6 separate regions of the Mus musculus genome follow, and regions 2, 3, 4, 5 and 6 are each linked to region 1. The links are chromatin contacts, called in public Hi-C, HiChIP or PLAC-seq and promoter capture Hi-C maps. All regions are on one chromosome and are shown on one strand. Each heading gives the region's core, a stretch centred on a gene start, on an enhancer-like site or on the middle of the called end of the contact. The rest is flanking DNA. Distances are from core to core; before and after follow the strand shown.

Evidence for each region. Promoter capture Hi-C pulls out the DNA fragments that hold promoters and counts their contacts. Hi-C and Micro-C count contacts between places; a contact is called where the count stands out from the background. HiChIP or PLAC-seq counts read pairs in DNA pulled down with a chosen protein or histone mark.
Region 2: a contact with region 1 is called in a Hi-C map of the N1E-115 cell line, with 16 times the contacts expected there. The contact joins the enhancer-like site here to the promoter of Pcdh17 in region 1. A contact is called at or near these places in 9 of 39 promoter capture datasets (the 3T3-L1 cell line, the C10 cell line, cranial neural crest and 5 more), 1 of 484 Hi-C or Micro-C datasets (the N1E-115 cell line), 4 of 115 datasets of contacts at active chromatin or transcription factors (astrocytes, embryonic forebrain, neural tube and 1 more) and 1 of 9 other capture datasets (adipose tissue).
Region 3: an H3K27ac HiChIP or PLAC-seq map of embryonic stem cells shows a contact between it and region 1, with 12 times the contacts expected there. The contact joins the enhancer-like site here to the promoter of Pcdh17 in region 1. A contact is called at or near these places in 8 of 39 promoter capture datasets (cranial neural crest, embryonic stem cells, hippocampal neurons and 4 more), 1 of 484 Hi-C or Micro-C datasets (uterus), 8 of 115 datasets of contacts at active chromatin or transcription factors (astrocytes, craniofacial prominence, embryonic forebrain and 3 more) and 2 of 9 other capture datasets (embryonic stem cells and liver).
Region 4: a contact with region 1 is called in a promoter capture Hi-C map of second pharyngeal arch cranial neural crest. The contact joins the enhancer-like site here to the promoter of Pcdh17 in region 1. A contact is called at or near these places in 8 of 39 promoter capture datasets (the 3T3-L1 cell line, the C10 cell line, cranial neural crest and 5 more), 4 of 115 datasets of contacts at active chromatin or transcription factors (astrocytes, embryonic forebrain, embryonic midbrain and 1 more) and 1 of 9 other capture datasets (liver).
Region 5: an H3K4me3 HiChIP or PLAC-seq map of neural tube shows a contact between it and region 1, with 5 times the contacts expected there. The contact joins the enhancer-like site here to the promoter of Pcdh17 in region 1. A contact is called at or near these places in 3 of 39 promoter capture datasets (the C10 cell line, hippocampal neurons and maxillary cranial neural crest) and 4 of 115 datasets of contacts at active chromatin or transcription factors (craniofacial prominence, embryonic forebrain, forebrain and 1 more).
Region 6: an H3K4me3 HiChIP or PLAC-seq map of forebrain shows a contact between it and region 1, with 6 times the contacts expected there. The contact joins the enhancer-like site here to the promoter of Pcdh17 in region 1. A contact is called at or near these places in 4 of 39 promoter capture datasets (cranial neural crest, frontonasal cranial neural crest, hippocampal neurons and 1 more), 3 of 484 Hi-C or Micro-C datasets (cerebral cortex and cortical neurons), 3 of 115 datasets of contacts at active chromatin or transcription factors (embryonic forebrain, forebrain and stem cell-derived neural progenitor cells) and 1 of 9 other capture datasets (embryonic stem cells).

What each region holds. Positions count from the first base shown.
Region 1 is chr14:84,442,308-84,445,035 of GRCm38.p6, reverse strand. It overlaps Pcdh17 (protocadherin 17), which reads right to left and starts at 1,473. Exons shown (of 4, transcript NM_001013753.2): 1 at 1-1,473. It overlaps Gm32498 (predicted gene, 32498), which reads left to right and starts at 1,632. Exons shown (of 4, transcript NR_168882.1): 1 at 1,632-2,511.
Region 2 is chr14:85,507,366-85,510,093 of GRCm38.p6, reverse strand. No RefSeq gene overlaps it. Among named protein-coding and RNA genes, the nearest start is that of Gm32729, 660 kb to the left of the region's middle. Within about 2 kb of position 1,428, at least 22 of the 459 cell types and tissues checked have an H3K27ac peak or open chromatin away from gene starts, as enhancers often do. A contact at or near this core is called in the N1E-115 cell line, hippocampal neurons and neural tube, where this site is marked.
Region 3 is chr14:86,395,814-86,398,537 of GRCm38.p6, reverse strand. No RefSeq gene overlaps it. Among named protein-coding and RNA genes, the nearest start is that of Gm32913, 25 kb to the left of the region's middle. Within about 2 kb of position 1,452, at least 30 of the 459 cell types and tissues checked have an H3K27ac peak or open chromatin away from gene starts, as enhancers often do. A contact at or near this core is called in embryonic stem cells, where this site is marked.
Region 4 is chr14:86,106,518-86,109,217 of GRCm38.p6, reverse strand. No RefSeq gene overlaps it. Among named protein-coding and RNA genes, the nearest start is that of Gm32729, 65 kb to the left of the region's middle. Within about 2 kb of position 1,292, at least 1 of the 459 cell types and tissues checked has an H3K27ac peak or open chromatin away from gene starts, as enhancers often do. A contact at or near this core is called in second pharyngeal arch cranial neural crest, where this site is marked.
Region 5 is chr14:85,813,674-85,816,373 of GRCm38.p6, reverse strand. No RefSeq gene overlaps it. Among named protein-coding and RNA genes, the nearest start is that of Gm32729, 360 kb to the left of the region's middle. Within about 2 kb of position 1,258, at least 4 of the 459 cell types and tissues checked have an H3K27ac peak or open chromatin away from gene starts, as enhancers often do. A contact at or near this core is called in neural tube, where this site is marked.
Region 6 is chr14:86,260,405-86,263,104 of GRCm38.p6, reverse strand. 4930529K09Rik (RIKEN cDNA 4930529K09 gene) reads right to left here. Exons shown (of 4, transcript NR_040457.1): 3 at 1,608-1,778; 4 at 1,063-1,145. Among named protein-coding and RNA genes, the nearest start is that of Gm41220, 4.0 kb to the left of the region's middle. Within about 2 kb of position 1,299, at least 22 of the 459 cell types and tissues checked have an H3K27ac peak or open chromatin away from gene starts, as enhancers often do. A contact at or near this core is called in cortical neurons and forebrain, where this site is marked.

The sequences.
Region 1 (2,728 bases), core at 224-2,723:
AGCAAAGACTTCTCTCCCTGCAGTTTAATTCCAGTTTGCTTTTCTTGCCAGGCGAAAGGAAATCAACAGGCAACTCATGGTTAGACGTGCAGATTTGAGGGGGGGGGGGAGGGGGGAGGGCAGACTAGAAAGGAGGAGGGAGCTACCCTCCCAGTCCTAGCACACACACACACACACACACACACACACACACACACACACTGCCCTGTCTCTCGCTAGAAGGGAAACAGTCTCTGCATTCACAGGGCTGGGCTGTCAAGTGGCTCTCTTTTCTTTCTATTCAGCACCTCCTTCCAGTGGCCCAGCCTCCTTTTCATCTAGAAAGGAAAACCTTGGCGAGGAACAAGAGTGGTGAATATTTGAAGAGAATAACAGTGTAGGCTTTTTCCCCCCTTATTATTATTATTATTTTAAATTGGAGGAGTAGAGTCGACGGAATACATCAAGGCTTGGCGTGATGCATTCTGCAGTCTGGCTCACACACGGTCTCTGGTCGACTTGGGAAAGGCAGAGAGGGTGAGGAGCTGCAGCCACCGCGGTTCTGCCAGGGCGCCCACCCGGGGAAACTACCTCCTCCACCTCCGAGGGGAGGTTAGGCACGGGTTGATCTACACATTATTTCCGCTTCTCCCAGCGCCTCGGTATACGGGAATGACACATCCAGAAATGCAGGTGTTCTCATCTGCGGGATGAGTCAGAAGCAGCGGAACGAATCGTATTCACTCTCCCCTCACGGTCCTCCCTTCGCAGTCCTTAGTTGAGGCTTCTTCTTAAGGCTTTCTCTGACCACTCAATAGGAAAAACAAAAACAAAAACAAAAAAAAAACAAACAACAACAACAAAAAAGCCGGAATCACGTCGGGGGTGGGGGAAGAAAAACGAGAAAAAGCGTGGGGGGAGGAAGGCAAAGCTGAATCCAGGAACACTTTTACTCTACCTCTTTCGGCCGGAGTCCGAGGCTCTGCAAAACAAGGCGTCTGCTTTGCTTACGAATATTTATTTGTTTTTTAAAAAAAACCTTTCCACTTGGTTAGGCGTGAGATGCCCCCAAATCTCTCAGTCTTAGGGGTGGGGGCACGTTTCCAGTAATGATTCACAGCTTAGCCCAGGATCATAGTTCAAGATTTTCCTCCCAACGGTCTCTGTTCACAAAGTCCAGCATCGGTGTGCATAGCTAATTGTGCAGTCTGTTGTGGAGGTTTTTTTTAAATTTTAATTCCTCCTTTTTTTTTTTTCTGTCACGAGTGGTCTCTTTCAGTCTAGTGCGGTGCCTGTCAGGATCACCCCAAAGCCTGAGAAAGACGTGCAGGTTTCAAACCGAATAAATCCATCTCCGCCAGCCAAGACGCGGAGGAAATGGAAGGTGAAAAATTCAATTCAACAGTTGGAGTACCGTCTCCGAGCCGCCCTCCTCCGCTGCGGCAGCCGCCGGGCTCGCAGTCCGGATTCTCTCCCCAGCGTCTCTTGCTGACTGACTCTATTCACCTCACGCCGCCGCTTAAACATTGATACTGATTCTCTGCCAGCCAATCGGCGTGGGGAGCCAGACCCTGCCTTCTCGGCCCACGCCCAATGGGAGGCGGAGAAACGGCAGGCGGGGGCGGGGCCAGCAGCCCCAGCTCTTTAGAGTCATTGACTAGCTTGAGTCCGACCGGAGAGCATCAAGGCCCGCAGAGCCCGCGCTAAGTCTCGGCGGCGGCGCCCAGGGCTGAGCCGTGGTAGCCCTGGTGTTTAGAGGGTGTCTTCCTCTAGAAAGAGAAAAGTTTGGCAGTGATTTGATTTCAACTGGGGATAGGATGTAAAGCCAGGCGTGGGGAATCACCGTATACTTTGCAGAGAGAGGCAGCTGCGGTCTTCCTGGTGCCTTCTAGTCCACACACCAACCCACGTCGTCAGCTTACACACAGACACACACAGACACACACACACACACACACACACACACAAACACTGGGCCAAGGGAGTTGCGGATTTTCTGACTCCTTGTGCACTCATCTGGAGGTGCGGAGTGGGTGCGTGCGCGCGCATGCGTGCGCGCGCCCGAGAGAGAGCGAGAGAGAGAGAGAGAGAGAGAGAGAGAGAGAGAGAGAGAGAGAGAGAGAGAGAGAGCGTGTGTGTGTGTGTGTGTGTGTGTGTGTGTGTGGTGTATGTACGCGTTTTCTCACGGTGGGATGTTTATTTCGGTGAACGCCAGGAAAGTGCAGTGTTAGAGATCTGTCTGTGCTAGCTAGCTCGGGAGCAAACACGCCGCAAGCAACTGTAATCAATATGTAACTTTCTTCATCCTCAGAGAAATCCCCGCTGTCCCCAGGCACCCATGCAAGGAAAGTCACTTGATTATGAAAGTGTTTCAGAAGAAAAGCAGACGCCGGTGGAGAGAGAGGCAGTGTCTCGAAGGAGGGAACAAGCCTCTCTTAAGACATGTTTTGCAGCTCCATGAAACTGAAATCTGGTTGAACAGTGTTTAGACTTCTACCTTTTAACCATCTCCTATCACAGCCCACATTCAAGGTAATCCAATGTCCCTTAATGTCCCTAGCTTTGGTGTCTAATTCACTTCTGTTCATCTTACTAAAATTCCAAATAGCAATTTGATATTTTTTTCAAATCAAATAGCATTGCTAATATGTATAAAGTCTCCTATTCATAGAAGCTGAACTTAGGCAAGAACTTATACCAGATTGAATGATGTTTGTTTAAATATTCTCTCTCTGTCTCTTTGTCTCTC
Region 2 (2,728 bases), core at 179-2,678, 1.1 Mb before region 1:
TTTTTTTTTTTTTTTTTTGGTTTTTCAAGGGTTTCTCTGTATAGTCCTGGCTGTCCTGGAACTCACTTTGCAGACCAGGCTGGCCTTGAGCTCAGAAATCTGCCTGCCTCTGCCCCCGAGTGCTGGGATTAAAGGTGTGTGCCACCACGCCCAGCTTAGCATCTTAATCTTATTAATTGCTTCTAAGAATAGTATTTTTCTTAAAGCATAAAGCATAGGCACAGCACTTATAGATAGTAGAGCCTTTTCTCTTTAATTTAAAGCTCAAATATATAAATATCTCATTATGGAATACGAAGAGCAAGAAAACCCTGATTGACAGGCAAAAACATGTATTTTATTCAAAAAAAGAAATCTAAAGTCTCTCTATTTTTTTTTTTCATTCAGTTGTTATGGTTGCCTAGAAACCAGTACTAGGATCATGATGATTTAAGAGAGTGCAATTCTGTGTCTCTTTTTCTCTCTAAAGCAGAGAAAAATGACTAGACTGAATGTCACCTAAAATTATCAGCAAGTCATTACAATTTCAGGACACTTCCCACTCTGTGGTCACACAAGAAGGATTCGTACTCACTGCCTCTAACAGTAATGCCACTGACCTGTTAATTGACCAGCAGAGGTAGCTGATTTCCAGCTTTCTTTTAAACTTGGGATATACAGATCCTGTCCCATCCTTCAGGTTCCTTTTGTCTTTACAACCTGTGTTGAGTTTTACAAATGATTTTGAAAATATTTACGTACAAAAATATCAAAATAATATAAAAGCCCGATATCCTTATTGTAAAGGTCAGTGGGGTAAAAGTGTCCATAATTTATTCTTCCCTGTATGTCTGACTTCTTATCCACAAAGGAAAGACATACTGCTCAGAGAACTCCAAAGTTTAAATGCGGTGTTTGGGAAGAGCCAAACAGTACTGCTGATAATAACTCTTTGGAGGATGCACTGTCCAATTCAAGAGAAACACACGTGATTTGCCATTTAGTTCTATTGTGTTCAAGTACTTTTTCTTCCCTTTTCAGTTGATACCGGAAAAGAAATTCAACTAGTCTTTAGCTCTCTCCCCAAAGAAAGAACAATTTGTATTTGAAATGAACTGCAGGATGAGGTACTGGAATAGTCTGTCCCTGATTTGCTGGTTAGGAAGGTGTGTTTCAAATCAAATGGGACTTGATAAAGCCATTTGACAAAGAGAGATTAGCATTAAATCCGAATGTAAACATCTCAGCACTCAGAGTAGGGCTGAGTGGAGGGGCAGAAGGAAGCTGATTAGTAATTCAGATTCTAGCTTGATTGAAAGGAGACAGATAGCTGGGATCCTGGTAATTTTCACCTTTTGTTGACCATCTGCACCGAGTTCCCCAGCAGAGTCCAAGCTCATTTGAGGACAGATGAGCAGAAGGGCAGAGCTTCTCATGTGAGTGAGGAAGCAAAAGCCACGCTAAACAGCATCAATTAAAATGCATTAGTCCTGTAGGAGCAGCCCATTAGAGTGTTGAGTGTGCACAGATGCCTCTATGACACCAGTAATTAGGCATCACAAGGAGGAGGACTTCACACACTATTTAGCAGAAACATCAAACTGTTTTGCATAAACTTTTGCCATAACTTTAATTGCAGTGGGCCTTCACCAATATTGGCCAAAAGGAAGAAAAATAGTCATTTTTAAAACAGCAGACGGTTGCTTTCTAATTAGGTTTAAGACACATAACAAACTAGATGATGCTACAAAGAGGAGAGTTAGGAAGTGGGGAGAGGTCCTATGCTATTACAAGTGAGTTATGATGAATGTCTATACTTAGTCAAGAAAAATTAAAGCTCAATTTATTCTTATACATTTTCATGTTCCCTGTCACTACTGACTGATGGGTTGTCTTTTGAGTGCATCTAAAATGTTTTAAAATAAATAAATCAGGACTAGAATCTGCATCTCAATTGCTGCCCTGCATTTTCCCTCACAGTGGAGTTTATGCTAAGAAAGGGTCTCTCCATTTTGCACTTCTAGTCTTTCTCCCTCAACTTATCTTTCTCCCTCTGAAATTGTATTTCTCCTACAATATTCAGAGGAGAAGCAGGAAAACATTTCTGCCTGGTGAAAAAAAAAATCCATGTAATGCAGCCTGTGCTGCCCAGATGGAATATTCTCTATGAGTCCCTTGAGTACTTCTGTCACTTAAACTGAAAAGCAACCTCTCTCTCTCTCTCTCTCTCTCTCTCTCTCTCTCTCTCTCTCTCTCTCTCTCTCTCTCTCACACACACACACACACACACACACACACACACACACACACACACACACATACACCCTTCTGTCTGGGTACCTCAGGGAAAAGATAATGAGAAAAATGACACCCCGCCCCTCCCCTGAAATCCTACATAAATTCCAAACTGCAGGGTATCACTATAGTGCCAACCTCTCAAGGGAATGGGCACATAGTATGTAGATTAATGAGAGATACAGATTAAATAAGTCATTTGGGCATCCCCTGACGCTTCCTTCCTGCTTCCCACATATCTTATCTGTAAGAGCTCTGTGCATTACCCTCATTAGAACAATCTGTGCAAGCCCTTATGTCTCCCAGGAAGAACATCACAGTAAGGAAATGGGGAATCAATGGTGGAAGCTTCCAGAGGACAATCAAGCAGCCCCCAGGACAGGGAGGAGGCAGGAAAAAACAAAAACAAAACCACCCAACAGCTTGTAAAGCTTGACAAGCTCGAGTCAGATGC
Region 3 (2,724 bases), core at 203-2,702, 2.0 Mb before region 1:
CAAAACTTTATTGCTTACATCTTCAGGAGCTAGGAGCGCAAACCCCCAGCCCCAAAAGCGAAAAGCCCCTTCTATCTTACATCTTTAGGAGCCAGAGCTCCGGCGCCGCCAAAGCGCAGAGCGCGCTCTATTGTTTACATCTTTAGGCAGCGAGCGAGCGCAGGGCGCGCAGAGCCAGAGAGATGCCAGCGAGAGAGAATGGCGGCAACCCCGTCCCCTTTTTAGGAGAGTTATATTTCGCCTAGGACGCATCACTCCCTGATTGGCTGCAGCCCATGGCCGAGCTGACGTTCACGGGAAAAGCAGAGTACAAGTAGTCGTAAAATACCCTTGGCACATGCGCAGATTATTTGTTTACCACTTAGAACACAGGATGTCAGCACCATCTTGTGACGGCGAATGTGGGGGCGGCTCCCAACAATGTGCCTGCTCAATTGTTGTTCATCCATATTCCTGTTTGCCTATGTAAACCGCTTTCAATCTGTCTGTCTGTCTGTCTCTTTATCTAACAGCAGCCCCATCCCTACTCTTTTATTATTGCGGCTGGACTCGGCTTTGAAGGTTTGCTCAAAAACAAAAGACAAAAACCAAACAGACAAACAAACAAAACCTTGCTGACCCAGAGACTCAGGATAACAGAACCTGCTTAGGTCTGTTATCTGACCAATACAGACTTCTGCATAGTGTCAGATTTCCAGCTTTGCTTCTCGGGGCTTTGTGAAAATTCTTGCTTTCCCCTTTAATCCTTTACAACCATTCTGTAACTTACATACACACACATACTACATGCATGCATACATACATACATACATACATACATACATACATACATACAAAGACAGATTTACTATGTGATGCACAATAGTGACTTGAAAATTAACACTAGCAATTAAAATTGGGATAAAAGAATCTATGTTACCAAGGAAAACAGGGATATCTAGTAAATGACTGCAGCTGAAACTGCTGTAGCTTGAGTATTTGCTGTTATTTAATACATTGTGTGCTTCAGAGAAACACATAAATGTATTCTATATTTCTGACATTACACTTTCAGGATACTGTGATGGATGGAAAGGCCCTTTCAGGACATCCCCAGACTCTATTTGTTCTGATTCTGTGCTTAGTGGGCTAACCTTGCCTCCTGAGGAGAATTCCATAGCAGGAAGCATATGTAGCCAAATGACCAGCTCTGTAAGACTTGTGTTGGTTATTCTGCCATTATGAGTCACTCCAGAGCTATTGCACATTGACTGGCTGCTCAGAAGATGAAAAGGGGGGGGGTGTGAAAAACAGGGGTTCTCTATTTTGCTGGAGGGTAAGCCTTGCCTAGCTACTTTAGCCATAAAAGCTTTCATCCTGGGAGCTGAGAGACCTTGATAGCCCCTTGTACCTGTGGGTCTTGGAGGGCAGAGCCAATGCCAGAATTCTCTAATGGCTGGAGTATTGAGACAAGAGAAAGCCCTCAAGATTAACATATGAAAGAAGCCAGTTCAAAGAAAATGACTGAGCACAGAGTGGTGGCGCAGGGCACGCCTTTAATCCCAGGCAGAGGCAGGCGGATTTCTGAGTTTGAGGCCAGCCTGGTCTACAAAGTGAGTTCCAGGGCAGCCAGGGCTCTATACAGAGAAACCCTGTCTGGAAAAAAAACAAAAACAAAAACAAACAAACAAACAAACAAGACCAAAAACAAAAACAAAAAAGACTGGAAACCACTTCCTACCTGGACCGCTTGTAAGAAATAGAATGTGCGTGGGGAAAGCCCCCGTGACAGGCTCGAGAGAAGGCTGGCTATGCTATGAAAATGGCAAGACACGAGACTTGAAGCCTAACACTCTTGAATGTTGCCTTTCCCAGCTCACTAGCCCCACTCACATTCTCGAGATTTTCGTTTTCTTTCCTGATACACACGCTGTAATGCTTTTACTGTGTTCTTAGCCCAGTTGGTTCTGAGACACGAAAGCCTTGGGTCTCCCAGACTAAGATCTGCAGCCCTGAGAAACAGTTATGGTTCGTTCTTCCATACTGCCCGGCAGAAGACGTCTTTGAATGAACATCAGAAAGAAACGATAAAGGTGATAAGAGGAGGGGAGGTCTTCAGAGAAAGACAAATTATTGTGCTTAAGGCAGACAGCCAATCTAGCGAACCTCATTCCACCCCAACTCCCTAACCTTCTCCTCCCTCAGATGAGAAACTGTCAAATCCTATAAACTCCAGCGAGCAGCGAAGGTGCAGCATTGTTTGCCAGGCTGGGCTGTCGGAAAACCTGCTCTCTCTATGCTAATAGTCCTCTTGTCATGCATGCGGATGCTTTGTTTCTGTGCCCCCAAAGTCTTTGCTATGCAAATCAAACCACAGGGGCACTTTAACATGTAAATCACATAATCTCCCTCATGTGGGGTGAATTGACGGATTTTAAACTCCTTGACTGTTGGGAGGTAATGAACGTACTTATTTAACTGGTATTATTGCGCTGGGCACAGCTCCTACTCCAGGCTTTACTCTGTGGTGCGGCCCTGCCAGGGGAGAGCTGGTACAATTATTAATGTCGCTGTCAAAAGAACAAGAAGAGCCCAGACCTGAAAAATCCTGACCCCTTAGGGGAGGAATATGGGACTCGCCTCAGAAACTGCCAACTTCTGGATCCTCCTTGAGGGATGCTGGGGCCTTCTACTTTGATTAGACGATGAACATTGAAATTTCTTGGGAAAGATTGTTTTCGGCTC
Region 4 (2,700 bases), core at 43-2,542, 1.7 Mb before region 1:
CTGTTTGTAAAGGTAAAATGGATGAACTGTATTTATGTTCATATATACATAGATATGCCCATACTCAGTGGACTCTCTCTGTAATTCTAACATCTAACACAGGTACCAAAAAAGATGGGCAAAAATCACAAAACTAACATCTACTACACCTAAGGAAATTGTACATTATATACTGAAGTGCTCGGTAGAGAAAAACATAGTCCCTTACCAAGTCATGCACTGTCCAGTTTTTTTTTTCTTTCTTGCCCCAGTTAGATATATTCTCTAAATAACAGTCATCCATCTTTCTGTGCTTGGCAATTTCCTATGTGGACATGCACAGCATACTGTGGACAAGCTGGTCATGTGGTGAGGAAAGATGTTTGGTCAGAGTTGAAAATGTATTGATCTAAATTTCATTCCAGATCAATGACTTAACTGATGGCTTTAATAAAAATCTCTTTATATGGAAGCATGTGTTTCAGCCTTTGAATTTATCTATAATAAACATAATAATGACTATTAGATGACTAGTATTACTAGGAGCTTAGGAGTAAAAGACAATAATAAACAGCACATCTCCCCTCTACAGATCTAGATTTAATTGTATGAATATAGTGTATTTATTTCTGTAGCACTTTTCATTTTGGCAGCTAATACATAAAAGTATTAATCTTAGTCACATGCAAAGAACTTGAAGCACAGTTCTTAATCTCCTGAAAAGAATCAAATGTTATACTTGGTAAGTTTTCCATAAGTTCTGCAGCAAACAAAGAAACCCCAATTACTTTCACAATTCCCTCTATTTGTATTAGATTAGGCAACCTCTAAGAGCTTTCAAGCATGATTGTCTAATATTTTATTCAGGTCTTGTTTATAAACACCCTGAAATCATTACCTGACTTTTAAGAAACAGGAGCTGTTTTTCCAATTAAAAATAAACCCACCGGCACACCCTAGCTCTTATTTCTTATGCCTAGAAATGCTCATTTGACTTTCAAATTAAGGCATAAAGGATATCAGCGAGAGAAAAGTGATGTTCCTGGTGGTGACATTTTTCAAAGTTTGTTGGGGCAATATTTAGCCATCAAATTAACCTTTTTGTTTTTCCTAGAATGGTCAGCAAAACCATCAGAGAATACATAACACATAGCGCCTAACACTTGAGTTTGTATTTTCCAAGGATCATTAATTTTCTCCGGGACAGCAAGAAACAGAACACTGAAAACGAGAATCGTATAAAACATATCATGTTACAGTGAAAGTTCACAGATGTCACCTGTGGAAAATTTTACCTTAACAGGGTTTGTTACACACTCTCCAGTCTCTCCTCGAGTGAGCCACGTGATCTTCTAATCTGTATTGTTCGTGGACAAGCTGCACCTCAGCGTGGCAATCAGACTTTTGAAATTAGACAGTGTAGGCAAACTTCAGCTTTGAAATGTTACCCTTAAAAGACAAAGCAAAAAAAAAAAAAAAAAAAAAAAATAGGAGGGTGGAGATTATGGAGATTGACTTACTCTGTGGCATGTATTTGAGACAGAAAGAATTCCCAACTTTGTCGTCATCAACAAGTTGTGGAGAGTTCATGGTTCTTATCATCAATGGTACCTGACCTTGAGCATTTGTGACCCTGCTTTGTTTAGCTGAGTGGTTTTGTGTCAGATGCAAAGAATCAAAGAAAGATCCAATGCAATGGCAGTTGCTGTATCAAAACTGGAAATTGATACGAAGTCGTTTGAAGATAATGTCTGATTTGAAGCAATTCTTTCCCTTAGGCTTGGCTCCATTTGTTGGAGAAGATGGAAAAAGTGCTTGAGTATAAGGCTGCTTTGGAGATGAGGACTGAGCTCAGCTCTAGTCGACCCAGTCCTTCAAACGACCAGTAACTGCATCATAGGATTCTTGAACTTCTGTGGCCTGCAGATACACTGCAACTTTGCAAGGTTTTTGCTTAATTTACTGGTGATTAAATGGTTCTAAATTTTCTTAAATATTTTATAATTTTAGAATAGCACAATGTGGTATTACAAGCATATAAGAAATTACAAGTTACTCCAATAGTCACTGAAAATATTGCAATGGTCTTTTCAGAAAATACCATAATAAAATTCATAATCAAGGTAATTCTGTGAATTTTGCTTCAAACTTCTGATAATTTTTGAGTCAAAATAAAACAGAAGATATGTGAAAATATGTAAGTTTATGAGTACTTTAGACCACAAGTTGCTGGGTAAGGTTAAGCCCTGAAGAGGTACTTGGGCACATATTTACAGCTAGTATTATAATAGTTTTACACATTATAAAATATACATCTTCCCTTATAGGTGTCTTCATTGATATTTTTAAGGTATTTTATATATATATATAGTGTTAACACTATATATATATATATATATAGTGTTATAAAATATCATGATTCTTAATTGTGGCTATTATTATAAGTTTCCATATTTATTCCCTTTTACTTATTACTAATACCATTTATTAAGAATTTGGTCCAAGAATTTGTTTTTCTTATAATATCACTTCTATTTTTTGGAATATAATGCTAATCTTATCTTACATTCCTTTTGCTTTAGAGGCAGAATGTCATATATTACAGATTAGCAATGACTATCTGTAAGGACAATGTTGAATTTCCCATGCGCTTGGCTTCCCTTCTAGAAGTGTTGAGGTTTCAGATGTAAGCCACTATACCTGAGTTGTTTGTTTGTTTAT
Region 5 (2,700 bases), core at 9-2,508, 1.4 Mb before region 1:
TTTAGCAAAGTAGCAAACCAGAAAATAATTTTCTGATGGAAAAATATGATGTATCATTATTTCAAATTGCAATCCCTTCTTCAGAAATTTTTACCTGTGATGAATTTCAAGACTCTCTCTAGATGAAAATATATTAATAAAGTGGTATTAAAAGAACTGCAAGATAACTGAATATAAACACTATTTGTACTTGTGTTTGAAGTTCATAGCTGAATGATAGAAGTGTTTTGTTCTTTTATGTGGAAAATTTAAAGGGCACATTTATTTACATATTTCAAGTAAACAGTGCTATAATATTTTGGAGAAATTTTAAAAATGCATGTGATAATTTATTTACCCATTAGCTTTCCCCGAGTCATAGTGATTCTCAGTTACTATATTCTGTGTACTTATAAGCACCTCATTGCAATCTCTATAGTAGTACCTACAATGTTTGCAGTGTTAGAAAATAAAGAATAGGGATCAAGTGGAAATCCTTAATCAATAAAACAATGTAAAACAAGAGATTTCTGTCATTTATCACAGTACCTATAATCTAATGTTTGGTGAATAATTACTAACACCATGTACTAAATTCATGTTCCAAGTATTCATTTTGTCTTTCCAGTGTAGTCTTACAATTCTGTATTTCAAGTTTAGTATCATAAAGACAGTTCACCTGAGATTTCTGGATGGTTTTAGATCTTTTCTTCCTTGTAGGCAACATTCAATCTCTGTATATTACCATCTTTACATATTATGACTTCTGAATCATTTATTTGATGAATGCAACCCATAACTGGGGATGCAGTTCCGGGGGAGAGCATGTTGACCTATCATACTAGCACAGAAGCACAAACAAACAAAATGGAACCGACACAGAGGGAAAAGAAGGTGTTTCTAGAAAAACCTACTTGATGTATATTCTCAAATAGCAAATAAAGCACTATCAAAACAGAAGCTTCAAAAAAAGAGGGATTATGTACAGTAGGGAGGTTGTTAAATATTGAATTGCTGATACATTAAAAGAAAAAATGCATAGTGTTCTTGTAAGACAAAACAGAAAAGATCAATCCTTTAAAAAAAATGGTACAAGCTGGAGCTGATCCTCTGTTTGCTTCTGCTTAATTGACTTAAAACCAGTACAAATCAGAATAATTAGAAAAGGCTAAGAAGATAAAACCCCCTTAGTTGCCTTGCAGCACATACAATGGTGTCAGAAAACCATGTAAATAGCTGAGAAAGCCCATCTACTGTGCTGGAAGGCCACACAACGGGAGCTGCTGGGAGTAGTAAATCACAAAGCAGAACAAAGACAACAGGAAATCCCAGAGATGCAGATGATTTGGTGCCAACAGAGTTGGGAGGGAAAAAGAGAAGCGGGAGAGGAGGAGGAGAGGAGCAGAGGTACACAGGAAGAGGGAAAGTGGAAGAATGAGAGGCAAGGGTATTTATAAACATTACAATTAAACCTAAAACATAAAAGACAAATTGGTATACAAATGAATTCACTTGATGAAAGAAGAGGCTATGACATCGCAAAGACTTCAAGTGAAATTTTCTTTTTTTTTCTAAGTCTTTACATATATAGGATAAAATTAGAATTTTGCTAAAGCATATTTCACCCATGGCTTCTGAGGCAATTTTTATACAAGTGTTTTAGTAGAGACTAGTAATATAAAGATCTGAGAAGAAAAACGCATGATCATAAATATCTAATTGCTAGAAATTTCCTTCAAGGCGACACCTGCTCCAGTTCTCCTCTCCTTTTAGCCCTGTACTTCTCCTTTCCTTTCCTCTCCCTATTCTCAAATATATATATATGTGTGTGTGTGTGTGTCTGTATTGTGTGTATATATATTGTATATATATATATGTATGTGTGTATATATATATGTGTGTGTGTGTATTGTGTGTGTATATATTGTGTGTATATATTTATGTGTGTGTATATATATATATACATATATACATATATATATAACTAAATATATATATATATATATATATATATATATATATATATATATATATATATATATATATATATATAACTAAAGTTACTAATATATTTACAACCTTAGTCTTTTGCAGTTCTGGGAATGAAATCCGGGGTCTCATTCACGTCAGACAAGCACTTTAACACTGATGTACAGCCTCAATGTATTCTTCATTAAAAAAGTTATATGATCAATAAAACAAGTGACATATACCAATGAGAATGTGGGGGAAAGGGAACACTTATTTATTACTGGTTGGATGGCAAATGTACAGTAATTATAGAGATCAGAATGACTGCCCCTCAGGAAGCTGGGACTAAATCTCCCTTAAGACTTAGCTATTTCACTCTTTATGCACATAGTCAAAAGACTCTATATCCTACTGCAGAGGCACTTGCTCCCCCTTGGTCATCACTGCCCTATGTGTAATAGCCAGTAACTGAAACCAGCTCAGATGTCCAATAATAGGTGGGTACTCGGACTCGGGACTGTTTTCACAAAGAAATGCTACTTGGTTGTTTAAAAAATGAATTTCTCAGGTGAATGGATGAAGCTATAAAACAATCCACCTGAGAAAGAGGAATGGAAAGAGGATAGAAAGATAGGAGGGAAATGGAATGGAAGAAGCAAATGGGAAAGTGAGGGGTGGTATAAATGAGGGCCATTTGAGACAATAAATGGAAATTTCCCAACAACCCAGGCAAACTAAGACAAAGGGTTG
Region 6 (2,700 bases), core at 50-2,549, 1.8 Mb before region 1:
ATTTTCAATCATGCACATTCTCTGAGAGCCACTAATATTAGTAATATTTTGCGTGCAGGAGAAAATTATATCCTTTTCTGTGAGAAAATTCTCTCTATTTTTGGAGAAGAAACTAAGCCCAAAGAGCAAATATGACCCCCAAGAGCTGTTCTTTGCAGACAAATTATATTATTGCATTACTATTTATTGAAAAAATTAAAAGTACTGATTGACTGAGCTTTGCACAACTAGTGGTAAACACTTCTTTAATTATTGTGTGAGGATTCAGACATTTTCTGGCAAACTGTCTCCCTGCTTTAAACAACAGATAAGTGAACTTGGGAAAGTTGTAAGTAGTCTTTAGATTTGTACCCATACAATTTTGGAAGAAAGGAAAATAATTGTTGAGAACTGGTTATTTGATTTATTTTAAGGGAAAAGAAAGAAGAGGAGAGGAAAGCCCATGATTTGAACTCAGCATTTAGAAGGAACTAGATTATCAGTTTGTTGGTATGCAAGGGCAAACTGGATGGGATTTGCATTCTCTGAAGAGACACTACATTGTCTGCATGCACATGGCTTTCCTGGTGCAAATAGATGCAATCTGTGGGTAGTCTCAGCATTTAGAAAGAACAAAACCATCAAAACCACTTTTTGGGGGTCCCTGAAGGAAGTAGTAGCTTTATCATTACATTCAGGAAACAGATAAATTCTGAAATAACAAAAACAAATTCCACTGTATATAAATAAGCCATTTTAAAGTAATTTGGTAAAGAAAAGACTCTATTGCTTTTTAAAATTTGCAAACATTTTGTTTCATTGTAGCATGTACCCAGCTTCACTCTTTTAATGTTCTTTCTCTTTTTACATCCCCCTCTGGGTTTCAGTCCAGTAAATTCAAAAATCATTGCCTTTTGAGAATTTATTGGTAGTTAAAAGCAGATCCCAACATCTTACAAATTGCAGTCGTAGTGCGTGTAAGGTAATGGTCAATAAATAAGAGAGAAAGACAAACAGGAAGGCTAGATGGTAAGAGAAGGAGGAGGATACGCAGTACACTCTTTCTAAACAAACAAAGGGCATAATTGGAAAAATTCATTTTTATGTTTCCTTACATTAGATGAGACCGCCGAGTGAAACATTCGCTGATGAATTACTCCTGTAATCTGTGCAGGAAAAACAGCTACTGGCAAATTAAAGAGTCCTGGAACAGAGCCATGAGAACTAAATGGCTAAAAATGAAAACAGGCAAACATTTGAGAGTATTCTACAGAATACAGATCTCTCAACACCTCCCCCCTTTCACTCTCTAATTCATCGTCATGGAAACAGAATTTATCAAAATGTTCCTGCTTAGTCCTGGTGACCCAGTGAGGAGACTTAGAGAGCAGGGGAAGGTAACTCGGGCTGAAGCAATTTTAACAAATGATGCACAGCAGTTCAGAAATTGGTGAGTTTTGAATGGTGACATTGTATCAGTTGAACAGGTTCCCAAGTCCCAAAGGGTTCACTCTTTTTGTTATGTTTTTTTCAAATCTGCCAGGCAGAGAAATCAGAAACCTTTGCTAGTGAGCGATCACGCTTGGCTGACCTCCCTGGCAAGTGGCTGATTTCAGGTTTGAACTCACCTTTTCTATCTCGGCTTGTTATTTCCCCCCACCTCTTGTCTAAGAGATGTTCAAATCCAGAGTTGGGTGCCATTTCTTCATCTCATCCATCTGCCTCCGCGCTCTCTTTGCTATTCTGAAGTTGGAAGATGCAAAAATCCTTCACTCTTCATTGCAGCCAAATTCCCTTACCTGTAACAGAAACAAAGTGCTGGCAGCCAGAGCCTGACAGACCTGGGCAGCATTGAGCTAACACCTGTGTCAAACAAGAATTAACCCTTCAAGTCCTTGGCTTTTTTTCCTACCAGGAAAGTGACTTGAATTACCTAAGAAAAAGTGCTATTTCACTCTTTTAAAAAATATTAGATATTATCCATGTGGCTGCAGGAACAGTTGATTATTTATTTATTTATTTGTTATTTATTCATTTATTCAGTTTGTCAGCAATTAGTGATGTTGCCATGGAAACCACAAATTACTCTTCAGTTGATTCTTGAACTTAAATGCCTAAATGTGAGCAGGCAGAAGCCCTTTCCACATTTTAGGTCTAGTCAGTAGTTGATGTCTCTCTCTTTGGTGATTCTGATAACAGAATTACAGAAAACATGCAAAATAATAGCATGGGGCAGCATCAATTAAAACTGAATATTTAATCATTCATACTTTAATTAAGGCACTTCCTTCTTTTCCTGAAGCTGGAACCTTTCAAGTGTTAAAGAAGACATAAGAACTAAATCATTTAGTAAAAGAAATCCTCTCTAATTAGCAGTTAGCAATATACTAGTGAAGGAGAAACATGATTTGGAATTCCTTTTTTTAATGTTTTTTATACAGGAAAGAAAAATAAAAGGTCTTCCTTGGAAAAGTATACTCAAGGTAAAATAACTGGTTGGAGGTGGGGACTTTGTGTGTCTATTTGTTGTGATTCTGAGTGAGGGAGAGTTGAGGTTTAAACTGAAAACAACCGAGCCTATTTGTGGCTCCTGGCAGCCAGAAATAACTAATGTGTGTGGAGACTGCAGTCAAAATGCCCATGTTTGCCTACGTGACTCTGCTGTGCTAAGTTGGGAAATGAGAACCTCTGGCCCTCAGAGGAGCTCATTGTTAGAAAAAA